Regions from separate parts of the Mus musculus genome. Here region 1 is linked to region 2. Evidence: chromatin contacts called from public Hi-C data. All regions are on one chromosome and are shown on one strand. The core of a region is the stretch at or near the end of the contact, and the rest is flanking DNA. Distances in the headings are between cores, read along the strand shown.

The links. Hi-C and Micro-C count contacts between places; a contact is called where the count stands out from the background.
Region 1: a contact with region 2 is called in a Hi-C map of uterus, with 2.9 times the contacts expected there. The contact joins two enhancer-like sites. A contact is called at or near these places in 2 of 484 Hi-C or Micro-C datasets (liver and uterus).

The regions. Positions count from the first base shown.
Region 1 is chr2:49,311,949-49,315,748 of GRCm38.p6, forward strand. It overlaps Mbd5 (methyl-CpG binding domain protein 5), which reads left to right. Exons shown (of 17, transcript NM_029924.2): 16 at 1,702-1,777. Among named protein-coding and RNA genes, the nearest start is that of Gm25215, 85 kb to the right of the region's middle. Within about 2 kb of position 1,328, at least 94 of the 459 cell types and tissues checked have an H3K27ac peak or open chromatin away from gene starts, as enhancers often do. A contact at or near this core is called in uterus, where this site is marked.
Region 2 is chr2:49,174,806-49,178,807 of GRCm38.p6, forward strand. All of the region lies in intron 6 of Mbd5 (methyl-CpG binding domain protein 5), which reads left to right. Among named protein-coding and RNA genes, the nearest start is that of Gm25215, 220 kb to the right of the region's middle. Within about 2 kb of position 2,441, at least 10 of the 459 cell types and tissues checked have an H3K27ac peak or open chromatin away from gene starts, as enhancers often do. A contact at or near this core is called in uterus, where this site is marked.

The DNA.
Region 1 (3,800 bases), core at 78-2,577, 140 kb after region 2:
CCATGATGTCCCAAATAAAGATACAGGAACACTGATGTAGTGATGCATGCCTTCCATCCTAGCATTGTGAGTTAGTTCCAGGTCGACATTGGCAAGACCCTATCTCAAAATAGTAGTAGTGATGATGGTGGTGGTGGTGGTGGTGATGGTGATGATGATACAGGAGCAGGAACAGATGAATTGTGTATCATGACAGCTTTTTATATGTATAAGTACATAAAGCGATTCTGTCCATGGTGTATCATATAAAACATGAGCTAGGGAGACATAGGGGAGTGAGTGTGACTGAGAATAGTGACCACGTAGAAATACTAGATTTATCTTTTTGATTAAAAGAATACTTAATAAGAACATGTCATTTATTAACAACCCATTCTGGAGAGTGGGTATGTTGGGATTACTTTGTTCCCTGAACTTCTCTGCATTTGCAGGGTGGGGAAGATCATTAAGAGCATGCTGGAGGGAATTGTTGGTAGTGTCCTTACAACTGGTTTAAGTTAGTAGGTTGATCTATCCTTCCAATAGAACTGACTTAACTGCACAGTTGTTTTAATAAGATATAGGACCATTTATGTTCACTGTGGACAAATCCACTTAGCAAATATGTGGAGCCTTCATGGTGTGCCTAAAAGTGTAATACTCAAAGATGAACAACTAAGTGTCTGTAAAGCACAGGGAAAACAAAATAGAGGAGTTATCAGGTCGTTTTCTATAGTGGATAAAGCCTTGGGAACACTGTGGTAAGTGGAGAGACTTCACCTGAAGGCATTACACTGAAGTTAACGTGCGTTTTCTCCCACGGCTGCAAATTTCCAACCTCCATGTAGACACCGAGATAGATAGATAGGACTTAACTCTTGGGAAGCCATGGTAACAGATAGCTCACTATAGGAGTTTCCTGACTTCAGGGCTTTCCTGTCAGTTGTCCTGATGGGATGAATGCTAGCAGATTGCCTGCATATTTAGAAGATTGTGGCGTAAGATTTACATATGTACATGAGAAATAAGGTAGGGTAGGCAAAGAATGTATAGCCACAGAGAACTGCCTGACTGTCCTAACCGGCACAACAGCTTCATCGATATCGTTTTTTTAAAAATGGCACATATGGGATGTTACTCATGGAATGCTGATCGGAAAGCAATAGTCAGAAGCTTCTGAGACAGTCCTTGTGTGTCTGTTGAAAGGATCACGTCATTTCGGTTTAAAGGGAACTGTGGCGAAACCAGCCTCCGAGCCTCAGGTGTAACGAGGTAATAAGCTGTTCTTAGCCACGCACCAAAATGTAGCTTTCGTTTTGCTCAATTGTGCTTAGCTGAGATGATCCAGAAAGGGTGGAGGGAGCTCCCTAGTGGCCAGAACTTGCAGTTCAGCCTCGGTGTCCTGGCCACGGCCTGTTTCCTGGTAGGAAGCACAGCTTTGGAGACCACAGAGCTCCTGACCCAGTCCTCTTCATGAAATGCAGAAGAAACACACAGTGGAGGGGACTTCCTGTGCTAACCTTAGCGGCCGTGTTACTTTAATGGTTAGCGTTCAGTGCTGGGAACCCCAGGACGATGCTCTATCGCCTGAACTTCCCAGATGTGAATCTAGATTGACTTTCTCTGGTAGAATTGATATTTTTGTCTTCTGATTAGGGAATTAAATTGAGGCTTTTGTTTCTTTAATTTGTTAATTTGGTATGTTGTTTTCATTGCTTCCAGAAGTGGGAAACTAAATAACCATTTAGAAGCTGCTATTCACGAGGCCATGAGCGAACTGGACAAAATGTCTGGGACTGTAAGTCAATTTATTTTTTTCCATTATTCTAGTTTCTTTGAAAATAAATTGCATTAACACTTTTTTTTTGTTAAAAAAATCTCTTGAACATTGTAAAGCAACTCTCATAGCAATACTAAACTGCCAGGCAAGCAAAAGACTGGCGGCAGAAAAGAATTTAAGGGAAGGGAGCCTGTATTAGCTATGGATTTTTTTTTTCTGAGATAAGTAACTTTTGTTTTCTTAAAAAGGTTCATTAAGTGGCAGCAGCAGTATGGTGAGGTCCCAACCCCAACTTTCTGAGTTTGACTGTGAGTTGCAGTGACCATCACTATAGCCAAAATATTCAGCAATGCAACCTCACTCCATACATTAAAAAAAAAAAAAGTAGGATTAAAAAGATTGGTCAATTTAGAGAGTATATTAACTTCTTATTTTCCTTCTGCTACCTTAAAATTGAGATGATTTGTGCATATTTCTGTTACTAGTAACTGTAAATCTCATGATTAAGGAAGAGATGTGCTTTCTCTTCACACTTTGTTTGACCTATGCATCCATTAGTTTGAGATGAGAGGTATAAAGCTCTCTCTCCATCACATACAGACTCAAACACATAAATATAATGTTAGTAATCTCTTTAAAATAAGCATTATTTCAGGCTGCATAGCAATGACAAGCCATTTACTTAGGCCATCTGAAACTTACAACCCATCCATTGGCTGCTTCATGATGGGTAACAGTTAGGGAGCCTCAAGATGTTGCCATTGGCACAGGTCATAGACATGTGTTAATCTAACCTATGATTGGATTTTGCCAGGAAACCTAAGTTTCCTGGTAAACTTGTAGCCATCAACTACAGTATCCTCTAGAACCAGGCATGTGTGTGTGTGTGTGTGTGTGTGTGTGTGTGTGTGTGTAGTCTGTCAGTAAAGAGGATCAGGAATGAGAGCAACAATTCTAGAATTGAGAGTTGCCAACAAAAATGTGCCTGCTGCTGAGCCTGTTGAAACATAGGCCATGGCTCACTTGATTCTGGTGCCTGCAGAGGAAGGTGTAACTCTACTTGGCCACTTCCAGACCTAGATCCCTTCTTTGTGGAGTGCCCACCGCTCCTTGAGACCTTGATGTGCTCACCCCATCTTTGTATATCCTTTGCGTCCTGCTTGATAGTAACGAGAGAAGGCATGAAGAAATGTCAGTGTAGCTCCTATGAGCTCAGACGTCCTCAACTCAAGTGGGTGTGGAAATGCAGTTAATGATTTACCTTCCCAAGAAAAATATGAAAATGGGTTGGCCTTCATTTCATGCCTCTCTACCTTGGGGCATTTGGCCTTTGTGCCACCAGGCATTGGTACCTAATGAGGCCATCTTGGAATGTATTCTTCAGACGTGCTTTCTCCTTTGCACTGAGCAGAGTTGAGCCATGTGGGAAGGGGCACTGGAGTTGCCTCAACTCTCTTGAGAACCAAAATCTAGAATTTCTCATGTTTACAGTGGTTTCAAAGGTATTAAAGCACTTACACACAAACCTGTTTACAGCTAGTAAAACAGGTTTTCAGGCCATAGTTGATCCACAAACCACTAATTTGCTGTTGTGGATAAAGACTCTTTCCTCAATTACATAACTCCTCATTTCTGAATTTGTGCTTGTTTTAAAAACATGTGTGGAAAAGGGTCGGAGAAAGAGGCAGTCTGAGAAGTTCAGAGCATTATCTTAAAGTTTTAAATACTATTTGTAAAAAGAATTTTACCTTTGACTAAAAGCAAACAACGTTTGGTGTTGTCTAAACTTTATTTTAATTGGCACATTGTTGGTAATTGAATCTAGGGCTTCATGCATATTTGTAAAGCACTTACAGTTAACTCAGCCTCCAACCCTTAAACATTATATTCTAAACACATAGTTAAACCAACTGATTGTTTTCCTAGTCCTGTGACATCATGTTAGTAGGCTAAAATCATCTGTGATAGAAGTATTTAGACCATGGGAATTGGTAAATATTACAGTGCATTTGTTTCCAAATACTAGCTGTTTAACACACAG
Region 2 (4,002 bases), core at 1,191-3,690:
CTGAAAGTTGTAGAAATTATGTATCACCTTTTAAAGTAGGTGTGGCTGCACAAATAAACACACTAAGCATTTCTAGTTCTCACTTGGTCTCTGGGATCACATTAGAAAGGAAACTTAGCATAAAATGACCAGGGTGTGAGACTCATAGAAGAGCCCGCTTCACTCTCATTAACACTCTCACTTTACAAGAAAGGACACTGAGTCTCTAAGAGGCTAAATAAAGGACTAAACAGCATGTGGAAAACAATAAAACAGATTTGAAAATATTTCCTATTTGTATAAATTTATAACAAATTCCTATTTGTATAAATTGTTTCTTTGTCTGCTAAGATCATTTTTCTTAATGATCCCAAATTTATTCTATTTTCCTTGATAAAACAAAACTATCATTACTATTTCGTGTTCAAAATAATTTAAATATAATTAATAAAAGTAAAGTAAGTATGCAGCTCACTTATGATTCTAAATATCCCTCTTCCCTCCTGACCCTAATTGAGGCTCCTTAGCTTGTAATAATGTGCTCACTTTGTTCCGCACATACTTGCTGAGAGCCTACTATGTATCAAACTTTATTATTGGTCTCTTTAAATATCTACATCAATATACCCTTCTGTTGCAAGTTGAAAACAAACTTTTTTTACATTCCGTTTCTTACTAAGATTACCACCACTCTGTTCTTAACCCTTCTTAGTAGGTGTAGTTTTTGAGAGTCCGAGAGATCAAATTAAGCTTGTCATGATAAGCAAGCACTGTGTCTCAGTGCTATACCCTAGACTCTAAATAACTTCATATTTCTTCTAATGCACATAGCTTATACTTAACTAATCAGCTGTTTCTTCTGTTATTTAATGGAGTGAACCGTGTGAAAGGAATTCAGATCATGTAAGCCTTCACTTAAAAATGGTTGGAGTCAAGATTTTAAAAGCATATCCCATTATAGAGGAGACTAGCATCCAAGAGGCTTTACTAGAGAGGGTCCAACAGATTGATCATGGCTGGCTCTTCAGAAAGGCTCTACACATTTAAAACCACCCTGGGAGCAATATGGATTTTTTTTTCAAGATAAAAAGAACCCATAGATGTTGAAATAACACTCAAGAAGGGGTTATGGAGCATATTGCCAGCTTTTCTATCACTGTGCAAGTATGTGAGTGAACCTAGATTTATTTTGGCTAATGGCCTCAGATACTTCAGTCCATCAAGTTCTTGTCTTCTGAAATGAAAGAAGGATTCGGTGAAAGGACATAAACAGTTAAAACAAGTTTATATAGGAGAAGGAAACAGCACAAAGTATATACTTTAAAGCATGGTATCACAAGGTGTAGCAGACCATTGTGCTCTGTACTGTGGGTGGAAAGAATTTTATGAATATATACGAAGTACCTTAGTTAGGGTTCCATTGCTGTGAAGAGAAACCAGGACCACGGCAACTCTTAAGGAAAGCACTTAATTGGGGCTGGCTTACAGGTTCGGAGGTTTAGTCCATTATCATCATGGCAGAGAACATGACAATGGGCAAGCAGATATTGTGGTCGAGTAGTCAAAAGATCTGCATCTTGATCCATAAGCAGAAGAGTAAAACTGTGTGACACTGAATGTAGCTTGAGCATATATAAGACCTCCAGCCTGCCTCCACAGTGACACACTTCCTACAAAATAGCCACACCTACTCTAATAAGGCCATGCTTCCTCATAGTGCCACTTCCAGTGAGCCAAGCATTCACACACGAGTCTAGGGGCCATACCTATTCAAACCAACACATTGAGTCTTTTCTCCTCTTAGATCATGGAGGACTAGATCTCTCTTTTTGAATAATTTCCTCCTTGATCCTCTACAAAGTGAAGGATTGATTTAAACCACAACACAAATGTTACTACAGTTCCAGCAGCATCTTTTGAGGTTATATACCCTTTATTATTGAATATTTGTGACTGGAACGTGTCCTGATACCTTAGTTTCTGAGCAACCTAGCTGCACCTTCAAAAATGTTTACCCACAAAAGAGCATTCTGACCCAGCTGGAAACACAGATACAATAACACAGCTGCAGTTTTCCTTAATCTCTGCATATGTAGCCCCTTGCCTCCAGGCATCAACAGGTTTTGTCCCATTAACTATGCACAATGTTTTATGACTAGGTTCTAAGTATACCCTACTTATCCTTCATCTCTTCACTTTCTACAGTTCTGCCCTTGCTTATCTTATTTTGGTATTTCTATAAGCAATTATATTTATGTCTCATAAAACCATAATTACGTATGTACATAATTCTTTCACTTTTATTTTATGTGATTATTTGTATTTGTTCTGTGTTTGAGTGTTTTACCTGCATCAGTGAGCTTAAACAAAGCATGTGTATCGGGTGCTTTGCAAGGTCAGAAGAGCTTATCAGATTTCCTGGAACTGTGGGGTTGGATAGGAGCCATCATGTAGATTCTGAGAAGTGAACCTAGGTGCTCTTCAGAAGTACTAGATGCTCTTTTCCCCTGAGCCGCCCTCCAAGCCCTCTAGGATGTACTTGATTTAAAAACAAACCTCACAGGTGCTGTTTGCTACAGGTCACATACCCCAGGTGGATACAGTCCTTTAGCCCTCCCTTCTTTCATTCTCACTTATCCACCATTGCCATTGTTTCAGTGGCTGAAAGAATGCCACATACACAGCTGCCACTAAGCAGTTTGTACTTTAGCTGATGATCGTAATGCCAAGTAGTCTTTTATATATTTACTCATGTCATTTGTACTGACTGGTTTTGTGTGTCAACTTGACACAAGCTGGAGTTATCACAGAGAAGGGAGCCTCTCTTGAGGAAATGCCTCCATGAGATCCAGCTGTAAGGCTTTTTCTCAATCATCAAGTGGGGAGGGCACAGCTTATTGTATGCAGTTCCATCCCTGGACTGGTGGTCCTGGATTCTATAAGAAAGCAAACTGAGCAAGCCAGAGCAAGCAATCCAGTAAACAGCACCCCTGAATGGCCTCTGCATCAGCTCCTGCTTCCTGACCATCTTGAGTTTCAGTCATGACTTCCTTGGTGATGAACCTCAATGTGGAAATGTAAGCTGAATAAACCCTTTCCTCCCCAACTTGCTTTCTTGGTCATGATGGTTTGTGCAGGAATAGAAACACTGACTGAGACATCATTTTCCAGTTTTCTAGAATTTCTACCTGTTTTGTTTGGTTTGTTTTCCTTGCAGTTTTTCTTCATTCATTACAGTATTTTACAACTGTCCATTCTATGAAATGCTCTTACACCTTTTTTTGTTAAATTTATTTATTTGCTTTATAGCCCAATCACAGGCCCCCTCCTTCCTCTCCAAATCCCACCCTTACAAATACCTTCCCCCCAATTCCCCTCTCCCATTCTCCTCAGAGAAGAGGAATCTCCCTCCCCTTGTGTACCACCCTGCTCTGGGTCATTCATTCCCACCACAATAAGTACATCCTCTCGCACTGAGGTCAAACTAGGCGGCCCATGTTGGGAAAGAGGATCTGATGGCAGGCAACAGAGTCAGAGACAGCCCCTACTCCAATCGTTAAGTCACCCATATGAAGACCAAGCTACATGTGTGTTACAAATGTGTAGGGGGTGTCTTAGTCAGGGTTTCTATTCCTGCACAAGCATCATGACCAAGAAGCAAGTTGGGGAGGAAAGGGTTTTTTCAGCTTACAATTCCATACTGCTGTTTATCACCAAGGAAGTCAGGACTGGAACTCACGAAGGTCAGGAAGCAGGAGCTAATGCAGAGGCCATGGAGGGATGTTCCTTACTGGCTTGCTTCCCCTGGCTTTCTCAGCCTGCTCTCTTATAGAAGCAAGACTACCAGCCCAGAGATGGCACCACCCACAAAGGGCCTTTCCCCCTTGATCACTAATTAAGAAAATGCCTTACAGCTGGATCTCAAGGAGGCATTTCCTCAACTGAAGCTCCTTTCTCTGGGATAACTCCAGCTGTGTCAAGTTGACACACAACTAGCCAGTACAGGAGGCTAAGAGCATGCTC